Linked DNA regions of Lactuca sativa: region 1 is linked to region 2. A link is a contact called in public Hi-C data. All regions are on one chromosome and are shown on one strand. The core of a region is the stretch at or near the end of the contact, and the rest is flanking DNA. Distances in the headings are between cores, read along the strand shown.

Region 1 (7,019 bases), core at 2,801-5,300, 140 kb before region 2:
GAAAGGATAAATAGCAAAAAAAAAAAAACACTCTATTTACATCAAAATTCTAATTTGACACTGTGTTTTTTGTCTCAAATTTGACACCGTGTTTTCCAATTTGTTATAATTTTGACCACTTGACCGGTCAACCAGGTTACATACTGACGTGACATGATGACATGTCAGTTTTGATGACGTGACATGCTGGCATGATATGCTGACATGTCAAAAATAATTTTTTTTTTCACAAAAAACACTAAGTTTTCACTTTTTTTTCGATTTTCACACTAAGTTTAATTTTTTCTTTCAATTTTGACACTATGTTTTTTTTGTCCAAATCGAACATTATTTTTTCCAATTTTTTTCAATGTTGATAATTTTCTACTTGAAACCGTATAAATATTTTTTAATACATTTAAACCGTATAAATGTTTTTTTCAATTAAAAACCATAGTTTTACTAATACTTCATCAACCAAACATTTCATGTTGATACCAATTACAACTTCGCATAAGGAAGAGTTTGAATCGATAGATTACAGAGTTGAAAAGTAAACCGTTTGATATGCATCTCTTTTGTAACAGAAGAGTAGTAATTTTATTTTATTTTACACAAACTAAGGGCGAAGAGGGGCGTATTACCTTCAAGAGAGCTTTCAATTGCGGCATAATTTGAACGACATCGGTAGCGGAGTGTGTCGGATTTTCAACAGAATGCTTCAAGTCATTGATGTCTCCTTCGTTCTTCAAGAACTGAACTAGTTCATCATTGTATGAAATCAGTTTCTCGACATCAAGTTTTCTAGAAATTTCATCCATTTTGGAAGCGATCAACCTAGGGTTTACTAGAATACATTTTCAAAGTTTGAGATATGGCGAAGGGAGGGAAAATGATGAAACTATTAAAACTAGATGAAGATCACCGCGGTTTGAAGGTTAGGAGTTTGCAAAATTTTTTTTCTTTTTTTACGGCAGAACTTGGAGAAACTCTTTAGGCCTAAGGGTACTGGAGGTTTTTTTTTTACGCGGAGAGGGTTACGTGGCTTGGTGTTTACGCGTGAACACCGCCCCCAAGTCCGTAAGTTTGGTATGAATTGAGGCCAATTATGCGTTTCTACAACTAATCATATTCATTCGTTGCAAACGGTCAATTTTTGACCCGTTAGAAATTAAAAAAAAAATAACATTTTAACCTTAATAAAAACCATATAAATACCAAACATTTTTACACCATTTTCACACCACAAAATTATTCACAGATTTTTCTATTCTCTATTTTTTCTCAAAAGTATGGAGCAAAATCAAAATACCCTAACCACTCTAAACACCCCAACAACCCCAACACTCCAAATAATCAATATCAAGATTACATTCAAATGTTAACATCCCCAATCCAACAACAACTTCTATTTACCAACATTCCATATCAACCAAACTATTTCCAACAACAAAGCCATAACAATTCAATCAACCACACTTCCAAGGATTTCAACAATTTCAACCTCAACAATTCTAAACACAACCATCTCAATAATTCCAAACACAATAATTTCAAGTCCCTTTTTCTCAATGTCCACCTATAAACTTGGATAATGACGATGGCGACCGGATTGAAGAAACACAACCATCTAGGAGAAGGAAAGCAAAAGGAAAAGCTACAAATAAAAGAGGAACGACTTGGATCGAAGATGAGGAGGAAACTTTAGCTAAATCTTGGATTTCTATATTGTGTGACTCGAGGACGAGCAACGTGCAAACGGGAAATAGTTTTTGGCTTCGTATTTTAGGTCACTTTCACTCGCTTTTGGGAAGGCAAACGGGTCGAACGTATGATGCGGTCAATGGAAAATGACGTGAACAACGAGCGACTTGCACCAAGTTTAACGACATATTTGAAAATCTGAAAAATATGCATAAAAGTAGTAGCAACGATTTCAATATTTTATCAACCGCTTGCCAACAATACAAGGTTACCAACCGCAGTAAAGCGATCAACATCCAAAAAGCGTGAAAAATTTATCGTAAGGGTCCAAAATGGGTCCTTAACTCAGAGACTTCGCATTCAGAATCGACCACTGACTCCAATAAAAAGGGCAAGAACTTCCGAGTCGGATGTGGATTTTGGTGTCGACCTCAATGACAACTTCGATGACACTGAAGGAGAGGGTCCACCGGAAGTCCAACTTCGTCAACCACAGAGAATGAATAAAAGGAAAAAGGCGGTGTCTTCAAGCGGAAAAGCAAGTAACGAAGACGTACTTGCATAAAGAATTGATAGAACTCCAAGTTTTTTAGAAAAATAAAATATGAAGCAACGGAGGAAGCTCGGCGTCGGAAACAAGCACTTACCGATCTTCAAATTTTAAATACGAAGTCGTAACCGGATATCGACCTGAAAAATCTAGCCGCGTTTCCGAAAATCCAACAAGTTCGGGAAAAGTATGGAAATTAGGTTTTAACGTTTTAATTTTTATGTTTAATTTCTATGGGTTTTTTGTTATTTGGGTTTAAATTTTTAAATTTTTATGTTTTTAGTAATTTAGGTTTGAAATTTTATGTTTTTATGTTTTTTTAGTAATTTAAGTTGTGTTTTTATGTAATTAGAAATATTTAATTATGTTTTTTTAGTTTTAATCTAGATATAAAAAAAACAACGAAAAAGAAAAAGAAAAAAAAATAAAAAATGTAGAGTAATAATCATTTCCAAGGCTAATGAACATGTAGTGGAGGTGATATGACACATACGTGACATCACTTTTCTAGTGAATATATACTGACAATGCCCCATAACCTTACAATCACTTATCTAGTGAATACGTGACATAACTTTTCTAATGGAGGTGATGTGACGCATACGTGACAATGGCTCATAGTCTTACAATACTATTAGAAAGTTACAAAAAAAAGCTAAGTTGTGTTTGGGATTTCTTTTTTAACTTAAAAGTCATTTTTTGTAAAAATTTTTTATTTATTTAAAATGAGTCATTTAAAATGTGTTTGACTTGACTTTTAAGAACTTTAAAAGTTAAAAATCAAAAATCACAAAAAGACAAGATTTTATGACTTTTAGAAAAACTCATTTTTATTAATAAAAAATTGATTTAAAAGAACTTTTCTGTTTTGTCAAATATCATATGAACTTTTTTAATTTTTTGGAAAAGTTAAAAGTCCAAAAGTTGTTTTAAAAGGAATGTTAAACACCCTCTTATTTAAGTAGAACTTGAAGAAAATCCGCCAATAACACAACAAACTTAGCATATTGAATGTCTTAATTGCTGCAGCAAATAAGAAAACACACCAACAATCCTTTCTCCCTCATTCCTTACCTCCGACAAATGTGAGATATCATGGAAGCACATCTCCACACAACCAAACCATGTGAATCACCTAGAATGTCAATTAAAAAATATTCCAAAGTGGATATAGGAAAATAAAAAAAATACTTCAATTAAAAAGAACAAATCACCCCGAAATTCCTATAGGTCCGGTGTTCCACGATACTTTTTGACATCCCATACCAAACGATCTGTATGAGTTGTTGTCAAGTGCATTCCATGTGACCATCTCTTATAAAGACATTTTTGGTAGGGATTGTTGGGTTGCATGTTTGTACAACTCAATTTTGAACAATCATAGCACAAACCCACCTCTAACGTCCTATTTGCATATTTAAATAAATATTTAAACGGCTATCACATTTTTATACAAACCAACTTCACTAAAACTCTTTCAAACTCCTTTTATTTTATACAAACCAAATTCAAAGAAAAACGTCATATTCATCTCACACAATGGTTCTAAATGTCTAATTGGTTGTGCACTTCGATGAACCTATATTTTAAATTAATCATATCAATCTCAATACGACTACGACTACGACTACGACTTCGATGAACCTATATTTTAAATTAATCATATCAATCTCAATACGACTACGACTACGACTACGACTTCGATGAACCTATATTTTAAATTAATCATATCAATCTCCATCCATCGCCCCATTTTGATGTGTCCTTTCCTCCGCCTCCCTCTGCTAACCCCCTCCATTCGCCGTCCCCCTTTGCGGGTTTTGTTGGTTTTTGACATAAATCCTACCGGTTTGCCATCGCCATCGCCATCACCATCATCGTTACAGGTTCTGGTCACAAAATCTAGATCTGCATCTTCATCTTCACCATCACATGCCATTAACGACCAATCAATACCAGATAGTGATCAACATACCAACAAAAAAATTGAAGATGACGAAGATGCAGGTTAGAAATCACCCGTTTCATATCGAATGAGATTATTAATTAAGAAGTATTTTGAGCGAGGGTAGAAGATTTGTTTATTAACAACCTCTTTAGTCCTGCCACTATGAATTCTAGAACTAAAGTTCCTGCCACTACGAATTCTAGAAGTTGACGTCAGTTGAACGATTTCGGATTTCCATTTTCCACTATCACAAGGTCAAAAAGTCAGTCAACTCCTTATCTTCCATCGACATGTTATTGTCACTCAACAACCCATCTCTCTCTTTGTTAGTTTGTTTCGCCTCCTAAAATAACTCCAGACTCATCTCTGTTTCCAGGACAACAATGGCACCATGCCATCTTCTTCTTCTTCTTCTTAGCATGATATTACTAACCACGAAGATACCAATATACTCTTCTTTCTCAACCCACATCTTAACTCCAGGCTCATCTATATCAGTCGAAAACAAAGACCACCTTTTAGTTTCACCCAACGGTCTCTTCACCGCCGGTTTTCATCCCGTCGGAGAGAATGCTTATGCTTTTGCCGTCTGGTTCTCGGAGAAACCCACATCCGGTAGTCGCACCGTCGTCTGGATGGCTAACAGAGATACACCAGTAAACGGAAAGCGTTCAAAGCTATCCTTATGGGAAGATGGTAATCTTGTTTTGATAGATGCAGGTCAATACGTTGTTTGGTCAACGCAGACGGAGTCAACGTCTTCCTCGGTGGAATTACAACTTCATAGCTCAGGTAACCTCGTGCTCCATGGGGACGAAGGAGGACAAGAAGGAAAGCCTCTTTGGCAAAGCTTTGATCATCCGACAGATACCCTTCTTCCAAATCAACTCTTCACTAAAAACACACAGCTTGTTTCTTCAAGAAGTGCAAATAACTACTCTTCGGGTTTCTATAAGCTCTTTTTCGACAATGATAGCATTCTTCGACTTCTATATGATGGTCCAGAAACAACCAGTGCTTACTGGCCTGATCCTCGGATAACAACTTGGCGAGCTGGGAGATTTCAATTCATAGAGAGTCGCATAGCAAAGCTTGATTCGAATGGTGAATTCATCTCATCAGATGGATGCAGATTCAAATCATCTGATTTTGGGACTGGAGTACTACAAAGAATGTTGAAGATTGACATAGATGGTAATCTAAGACTTTACAGTCTCGTTGAACACGAAAGAAGAAAGAAATGGGAGGTTCAATGGCAAGCGCTTTCACATTCTTGTTGGATCAATGGAGCTTGTGGACCAAACAGTCTATGCACATACTCTCATGTTTCAGTTAGGAAATGCAATTGCTTACATGGATTCAAAATGGTGAATTCCCAAGATTGGAGTTACGGGTGTGAACCTGAATTCCAGCCATGCACAAAAGACGATTGTGGTTTCCTTGAGCTTCCTAATTCGGAATTCTATGGCCACGACTATGCATTTTTCACTAATACCACTCTCGATGCTTGTAAGAATCGTTGTTTACAGAATAGCACTTGCAGAGGGTTTCAATTAGGATGGATTCTCGACAAGGGATATTTTTGTTTCTTGAAGGCTTCTTTGCATAACGGGTATCAAATGGGAATCACCGGTTTGATGTATATCAAACTCCCCAAAACTTTACTATCATCTTTCAATCAGAAAACCACCTCAAAATCGAGCTTCAGTTGTTCACCCCCTGTCCTCACGCCCTTATTAAGATCATACCACAAGACACATGATGTAAAGACGCTTGGAGTCATGCTAGCGTTCGGATGCGCAATCGGGTTTATCGAGATCATCTGCATAGTGTTCTTCTGGTATTGCAGTAGTAAACACTCGTCATCCACAGCCGACCAAATCTATTTTCCACCTGCGATGGAATTTAGAAGATTTACATACAGAGAGCTGAAAAGGGCGTCACGCAATTTCAGTGAAGAGATAGGAAGAGGTGGCGCTTCCGTGGTGTATAAAGGCAAGTTAACAGACAACAGGATTGCAGCAATCAAGAGGCTCAAAAGTAATCATCAAGGAGAAGCTGAATTTCAAGCGGAAATAAGTACAATTGGCAGAGTGAATCATATGAACCTGTTAGAGACGTGGGGATACTGTGCAGAAGGAAAACATAGGCTCGTGGTGTACGAATTCATGGAGAATGGATCATTGGCTGAAAATTTGGGTGTTGATAAACTTGAATGGGCGACAAGATTTGATATTGCAATAGGAACTGCAAAAGGATTGGCGTATATACATGATGAGTGCTTGGAGTGGGTTCTACATTGTGATGTGAAACCCCAGAACATACTGTTGGATGCTAATTACAATCCTAAGGTGGCTGATTTTGGTTTGTCGAAGCTATTGGATAGAGGTAGTATCGATCATTGGAATTTCTCCATGATGCGAGGGACTCGAGGTTATATGGCTCCTGAATGGGTGCTAAATCAGCCGATTACCTCAAAAGTTGATGTATTTAGCTATGGTGTTGTGATGTTGGAGATGATAACTGGAAGGAGTCCGACAATTAATCAAGATGGAGAGAATGAGATGATGCCTACAGCGATTGAGTGGGTGAGAGATAGGATTCAAGAGGTCAACGGGAGTCAAACTGAATCTTGGGTTAAGGAAATCGTTGCGCCTTCGGTTAGAGGTGAATATGATGAGACGATGATGGAGAATTTGGTGAGAATTGCAGTGCGGTGTACGGATGAAGATAGGGAGGCAAGACCTTCAATGAGGGAGGTGGTTAATGTACTTCTCCATGTGTAAGTGCAACTAATGATGTTTATGTTAGAGGTAGATTCTGGATCAAATTGTAACG
Region 2 (6,998 bases), core at 3,567-6,066:
ATGGTTGCCTTTAGGATATCTATTGTTGAGGAAACCCCTTAGCAGTAATGTCCGTCCCGATCAAAATCCTAGATTAGGTCCCTTGAGATAGATGTTATTTTAGGGACGTAAAGTGAGGATAACGGGAATGGGTAATCGGGATAGTGATTGGTTGGTGAAATTAAATATAATTTATTTATTGTGGGTTGAAAACCCTATATGCTCACCAGGCTCCCAAGCCTGACCCACTCAGTTTTATTTGTATTACAGGAAGTGGCGCAAGGGCGTAAGATGGATGAATCATCGAGTTGTTTTGTTTACAAGTTTGTATATGTATATATTTGTTGAATGACTTGTAATGTTATCGTTTATGCTTTATGGTCTGTATCGGAACATGACATCCCGAGTTTTGATTATATAATGAAAATGCATCTCTTGATGAAATGCTTTGATAAACATTATTTTATCATGTTTTGTTTTGGGAACAAATTCCGCAACTCTTTTAAATCAAAAGGATTTACTCTGAAATTATTTAAAAAACATAAATAAAATCGGTCTTTTATGGCCGTGATTTTGGGGATGTCACACGAACTATTGAAACTGTTCACATTTTACTCTTATGACCGGTAACCGGTCATAAGGGTAAAATGTGAACAGTTTCAATAGTTTAGTGACAAATAGATAACGAAAAAAAGTTTAGTGACTAAATATGAACAAAATCGAAAGTTCGCTACCATTTCAAGTCATTATCCCTTTATAAAATTAGACTTTTATATAAAACATTGATCATAACATTTATCTCCCATATACCCAAGTATTTGGGTTTTCTAGGTTTTATTATTTTGTGAAGTTGTTTTTTGGGATATATGTTCATGATGATTTACTTAAATGAAAATGAAGTTTTATATATGAATTATTTTGGTGTTAAAAATAACGGTTGGTGGTTGGCGGTCGTGGAGGTGATGGACTGTATCGATTGTGGTTGAAAGTTTAAAGATGAAGATATTGCTAACATGGAGTTTTGATAGTGATCGATGGTTGAGTCGGTGGTAGAGCCAGAGAAGTGACCGCAAAGAATGGTGTCAATATGGATGGATGTGTGTGTGTGGGGGGGGGGGGGGGGAGAGAGAAAATGGGATGGTGGGATAAAATAAGGGTGAGATGGAGTCGAGTATGATGTTGAGCTATTTTGTTTTTTAAATTTAGAGTAAAATATAGTTTTGGAACTTACGGTTTACACAAAATCTCATTTTTGGTCATTATATTGGGATTTTGTCATGGATGGTCCTTATTTCACTGTTTGGTATCACCCTTGGTCCCTACAACTTAACCTAGTTTATAATGATCTGTTAGATAAGTGTGAAATGATGCAAATGACCCTCTTTATATTTTTATTGATTACCCTCACACCAAATCAACAAAAAAACTACTATAAGGATTATTTTTGTAAAATCTTCAAACTCTAAAATAACCACCACTATCTCCAATCATTATCAACCACCACCACCACCGCTAATCAACATAATTATTAATCACCACTACCACCACCACCACCACAACTACCACTTCATTGTTGCTGACACCATCATAACCACTACCATTACCACCTAATTTATGCCACCACCAAACTCCACTAACCGTAATATCATCACTACCAGCCCAACTACCATCACACCACCAATCACGACCACCACCCTCCCTAGAAAACTAGCCACCAACCATCACCATTTGAAGTCATTACAATATAAACACAACTAAAAATCGATGCATTTCCTCTCCTAAACCTAAAAAGAAAACATAAGCAACTTAAAATCAGTTTACTCTAATTTATATCTAAAAATTCAACATCACAATGAAGCTTGATGGTTAAATAGTTAAATCAACTTACTCCAAATTCAACTAATCGACAGTGTTTAGCTCCAATACACAAAACAACTCCTTACGGATGAACTAATAATATACATACCAAACGTAAATAATAAAATCAAACAACAAACATACATCATATAGTATAACAATACATACATGTATTGATTTGTTAGCAGTTCCAAACACCTCCAGCCACACACCACCATCACCAATATTACCATCGACAACATCAAAATTCGATATAATCTAAACCTATTTGTTTAAAATTCATCAAAATCATTTATTTCCTTGATCTAACTCTTAAAGTCTCAACCTATCATCAACATAATTTGAGCATCCATCTCTAGCTTGTCCATAATATTTAAGCTTTGATTTCACTTCCTTAGGATGATCACCTTGAAAGATCTTGTATGCTCAAGAATCATATTAAAGTGATATTGTTAATTAACATATGATATTAATGGGTTATACTAACAATAACTTGATATAATTGATTATTTATTAAAAATTATTTATTTCTTGGAAATAATAATTTTAATTAAGTAACATTATATAATTCATACGGTATGAATTAATAAGTCGTGCACAACATTTTGGACTAGATAAATACTTTTGTCTTTTACCAAAAGGTTAAAGTTTATATTTTATAAACTTGGTTTATAAAATGTAAAACTCATGATTTTTTTATACACATAAGGCCAAAAATTGTAGGAGGGACAAGAAAGCTAGTGGACATCATGCTTGTATTTATTTATTCACAAAGTCAAGCTCTTTCTTTTATAGACATTTCTTGGTAGGGACATGGTGTCTTTAAGCACAAGAATCAATATGTAAAGACCTTGCTTTTGGTTGAATAAGTTGCTAGCTTTTGCTTCTTGTTTTCACTAGTGAAAACGGTAACATGCTTGGATGCATGTTTTCTCTCTCATTTTCTTCTCAAGCCTTGAAGATTAATTGCATTTGATGCTCTATTTATGTTCTTATTTTGATAAGAACATAAAGCTTAAGAGTCATAAGAGTTTTATACAAAAGAACTAGCATTCTACATCAAGTTAAGTCATTGTTGGTGTCTCTTAACTTCATCATTCTTCATCAACTTCCAAGCCACCCAAGAGGATCCAAAGAACTACAAAGGTTGTTATTTCTTCATATCTTCTTAGGTTGGTATTTAATCTTTCTACAACTTGCAAGATGATCATTTGTGGGTTTAACCTGTTTATGTTATTCAAAATTTATAAGTCTTCCATTGCCTAAAAAATCATGTTTTTAAAACTAGTTTTTGAATAAAAACCCAACATGCCTATACCAAAAAAAATTGAAGAACTTGTTAGGGAAGCTCCCTTTCCAAAAAAATAATTGAAGAAACATAGTTACACACACTAAGCCCTAATTGCCTAATTCGGGTTCCAAAATCTTAATCAAGCTTAAATATGTTAGAATTAATAAATCGTTGTATGAATTCAAACACTCATTCTAATGATAACATTAAATGACATTTTGAAAACACTCACCAAGACTAGAAATCTTCCAATTTGCATTCTTAGGTGGGAAAATGGTATCCTCAACCACCACTGACAATGGAGACTCTGACAACCAAATTTTGAGGGTTAGCAAACCTATCCATGACATTGAGTGTCGGGAATGGTAATTCTAGACAAAGAATCGGAGGAGGGAGGGCTTTCTGGACGATGACGGATTAATGGAGAAGACCGTGTCACACATGGATATATTGGCATGGTGCATGCAATATACATGAGGGTGAGCATAACGGTGGCCAAAAGAAAGACATAAGTGGAAGTGGGGTTGTTGTGAGCCGGGAATGAGAGGGCGAGGAAGTAGAACACGATTGACCTTTTCTTCAGCTTAGGGTTTTAGTAAATATGCCTTGAGGGCATTTTAGTGTTTTTACATTGCTACTCATTGTGTTAGAAAGGGTAACAGAGTTAGAGGCCAAGGGTGTTATCAAACAATGAGATAGGGACAATCCATGACCAACTCGAAATACTACGACCAAAAGTGTTGCTTTGTGCAAACCATTGGGACCAAAACTTTATTTTACTTTTAAATTATTAATAATAAATAAATTACACGTAAATTAAAAATGATAACATAATCATTTCAGATATAATAAGGATGAATCATGAGTTTGAAACTAATTAAAAACGATCCAAATGAGAAATAAAATATAGGGACAAATGATTCGTGTAAATTATTTTACTTTTAAGTTATTAATAATAAATAAATTATAAGTAAATTAAAAAAATTTAACAAAGACAACACAGTTATTTTAGATCTTGGACAAATCATGAGATCCAAAAAAACAACAAAAAAAAAACAAAACAAAACAAAACAAAACAACACAATTTTTCAAATCTGGGACAAATAATGAGTTTGAAAGTAATTAAAAACGATCCAAATCAACAAAGAAATTGATTGAATCAAGCCTAACGAACGATTCGTGTAATTTCCTTTTTTTTCTAGATCAGCCCAAATGATGATTTGTGTAATTTATTTGTTTTTTTTTTGTTGAAAATTAGATGGAGTTGAATTGTCCATTAATGTATTAATCCAAACTTAGATATAGTGACGTAGTTGAACCAACATTGATTCAATCGATTTCAGTTACGTGCACTAATACAAGAGATCACATGTGTTTTGAATATAAAGATTCAACGTTATTCACGGTATTTTTGTTTATTAAAATATCCTCCGTAGTTTTAAAAGTATAGTAAAAGGAATACACTATTGTATATTTGTATGCGCAAAACTACCAATACATCTTTAATCAATCCCATATATGAATGATACGTGTTTTATTATTTAATAAATCTAAGCCTTTATATATATATATATATATATATATATATATATATATATATATATATATATATATATATATATATATATATATATATTACAACAAATTGTTTATTCTTATTAGGTATTTCTTTTGTTCATTTTTGGGGAGTAATCTTTTGCCAAAAAAAAACTCAACAAATACCAAAACTTAAATACTAAATACATCCAAACTTGTTACACATATTTCTCTCTCTCTCTCTCTCTCTCTCTCTCTCTCTCTCCATGATTCCCCACCTTTCCTCCAGCTCAGAACAATCACAATTTCCTGCCAAAATCTGCTTTACTCTATCATTCATATCAATCAAATCACAGAGGCAAAAAACCTGCTAAAATCGCGTTTTTGATGTTGAAGTGTACCTGATGCCGGCTATAGAGGATGCCGGCGACGGATTGCCGTCTACGGCGGAGAAAACCCTGTTCGGAAAATACGAGGTCGGTCGTCTCCTTGGCTATGGAGCCTTTGCTAAGGTGTATCACGCGCGTGATGTGCAAACGGAGAAGAGTGTGGCAATTAAAGCTATCAACAAGCAGAGGATTCTGAAAGGAGGCCTTGCTGCCAACGTCAAACGCGAGATCTCTATCATGCGCCGGCTGCGCCACCCTAATATCGTGCGCCTTCTCGAAGTGCTTGCCAACAAGAAGAAAATCTACTTTGTATTGGAATTCGCAAAAGGAGGCGAGTTATTTGCCAAAGTTGCCAAATCACGTTTTAGCGAGCATCTCAGCCGTCGATATTTCCAGCAACTCATCTCAGCCGTTGGTTACTGCCACTCACGCGGCGTCTTCCACCGAGATTTGAAGCCGGAAAATCTCCTCTTGGATGAGAATTGGAACTTGAAAGTAACCGATTTTGGATTATCAGCTCTGACGGAGCAGATCCGACCCGACGGACTCCTCCACACGCTTTGCGGGACCCCTGCTTACGTGGCACCGGAGATTTTGTTGAAGAAAGGTTACGATGGTGCAAAGGTGGATATCTGGTCCTGCGGCATCATCTTGTTCGTCCTCAACGCAGGTTATCTTCCGTTCAACGATCCGAATCTAATGGTGATGTATAGGAAAATTTACAACGGTGAATTTCGTGTTCCCAGGTGGACGTCGCCGGATCTGAAACGGCTTATATCACGTCTCCTCGACACGAATCCTCAAACGAGAATCACCGTGGATGAAATAATCAACGATCCTTGGTTTAAAATCGGTTACAAAGAGGTCGAATTTCATTGCGATCATCTCGAACTGAAAGACGACGAGGATGACGGCGATTCCGCCACATCCACCTCCACCAGCGACAATCTGAAGGTAATGAACGCATTCGATATAATCTCCTACTCGTCCGGCTATAACCTGTCTCGGCTGTTAGATGATCGAGAGGTCGGAGAACGTTTTCTTTCCAAGGATTCGCCGGAGAAAATCATTGAGAAGGTGGTTGAGGTAGCGGAGGGGGAGAATTTGACGGTGGTTACGAGAAAAGGGTGGTGTGTGAAAGTGGTAGGAGGGTATAATTGTAATTTTGTAATGGCGGTGGAGATAAAACGATTGACGGAAGAGCTGGTGGTAGTTGAAGTTAGGAGAATAGAGAGTGAGGTAGGACCCGGTCATCAAATATGGAAAAATAAAATTAAACCGGGTTTAAATAATTTGATATATATAACCGGACCCTCCGGTTCTCGGTAACTCACTCGTATTCAGTTATTGGCCATTTGGCCCCATTGGCATTGTTCCCTTCTCGTTCCTTTCCAAATAGTCTTAATCTTTAATTTTTCAAAATTTAAACAACTTAAACTGTTAATATATATATATATATATATATATATATATATATATATATATATATATATATATATATATATATTATTTTACATTTACGTCTTCAATCTGATGACGAACACATGTTATTTTTATTCAAAGACGGTATTTATCATTTATTTAATACATCATGACGTTTAGAAAAGGATAGATTTTAATCATTTTTATGTATCTTCCCAAATCCCAATGTGGGAATAAGAAATCTCAAACGTCATTTTCAGGCTTTTTATTTTTATTTAAGTCCACATGTTTGAAAAAAAGTTTTTTTTTAATCTATTTTTTATTCATATTAAATAATAACAAATATCATATTTAATAAAAATAATAGTATTATGTAATCTTGTTATCATTTAACATTTTAGGAAGATAAATAGAAAAGAAAAAAATTATAGAAAGAAAAATAAAAAGAAAAAGTAAAAAATAAAAATCAGTAGTATCGAATTTAATAAAATTAATAATATTTTGTGACATTTGTTACATTAAAT

The links. A called contact is a pair of places that touch in the nucleus more often than the background predicts.
Region 1: a contact with region 2 is called in a Hi-C map of leaf, with 4 times the contacts expected there. The contact joins the promoter of LOC111890761 here to the promoter of LOC111890719 in region 2. A contact is called at or near these places in 4 of 4 Hi-C or Micro-C datasets (bud, leaf and seed).

The regions. Positions count from the first base shown.
Region 1 is chr5:311,430,430-311,437,448 of Lsat_Salinas_v11, reverse strand. LOC111890761 (putative receptor protein kinase ZmPK1) reads left to right here and starts at 4,050. Exons shown (of 1, transcript XM_023886849.3): 1 at 4,050-7,019. The coding sequence starts at 4,565. The coding sequence ends at 6,967.
Region 2 is chr5:311,295,679-311,302,676 of Lsat_Salinas_v11, reverse strand. LOC111890719 (CBL-interacting serine/threonine-protein kinase 14) reads left to right here and starts at 4,816. Exons shown (of 1, transcript XM_023886800.3): 1 at 4,816-6,483. The coding sequence starts at 5,068. The coding sequence ends at 6,381.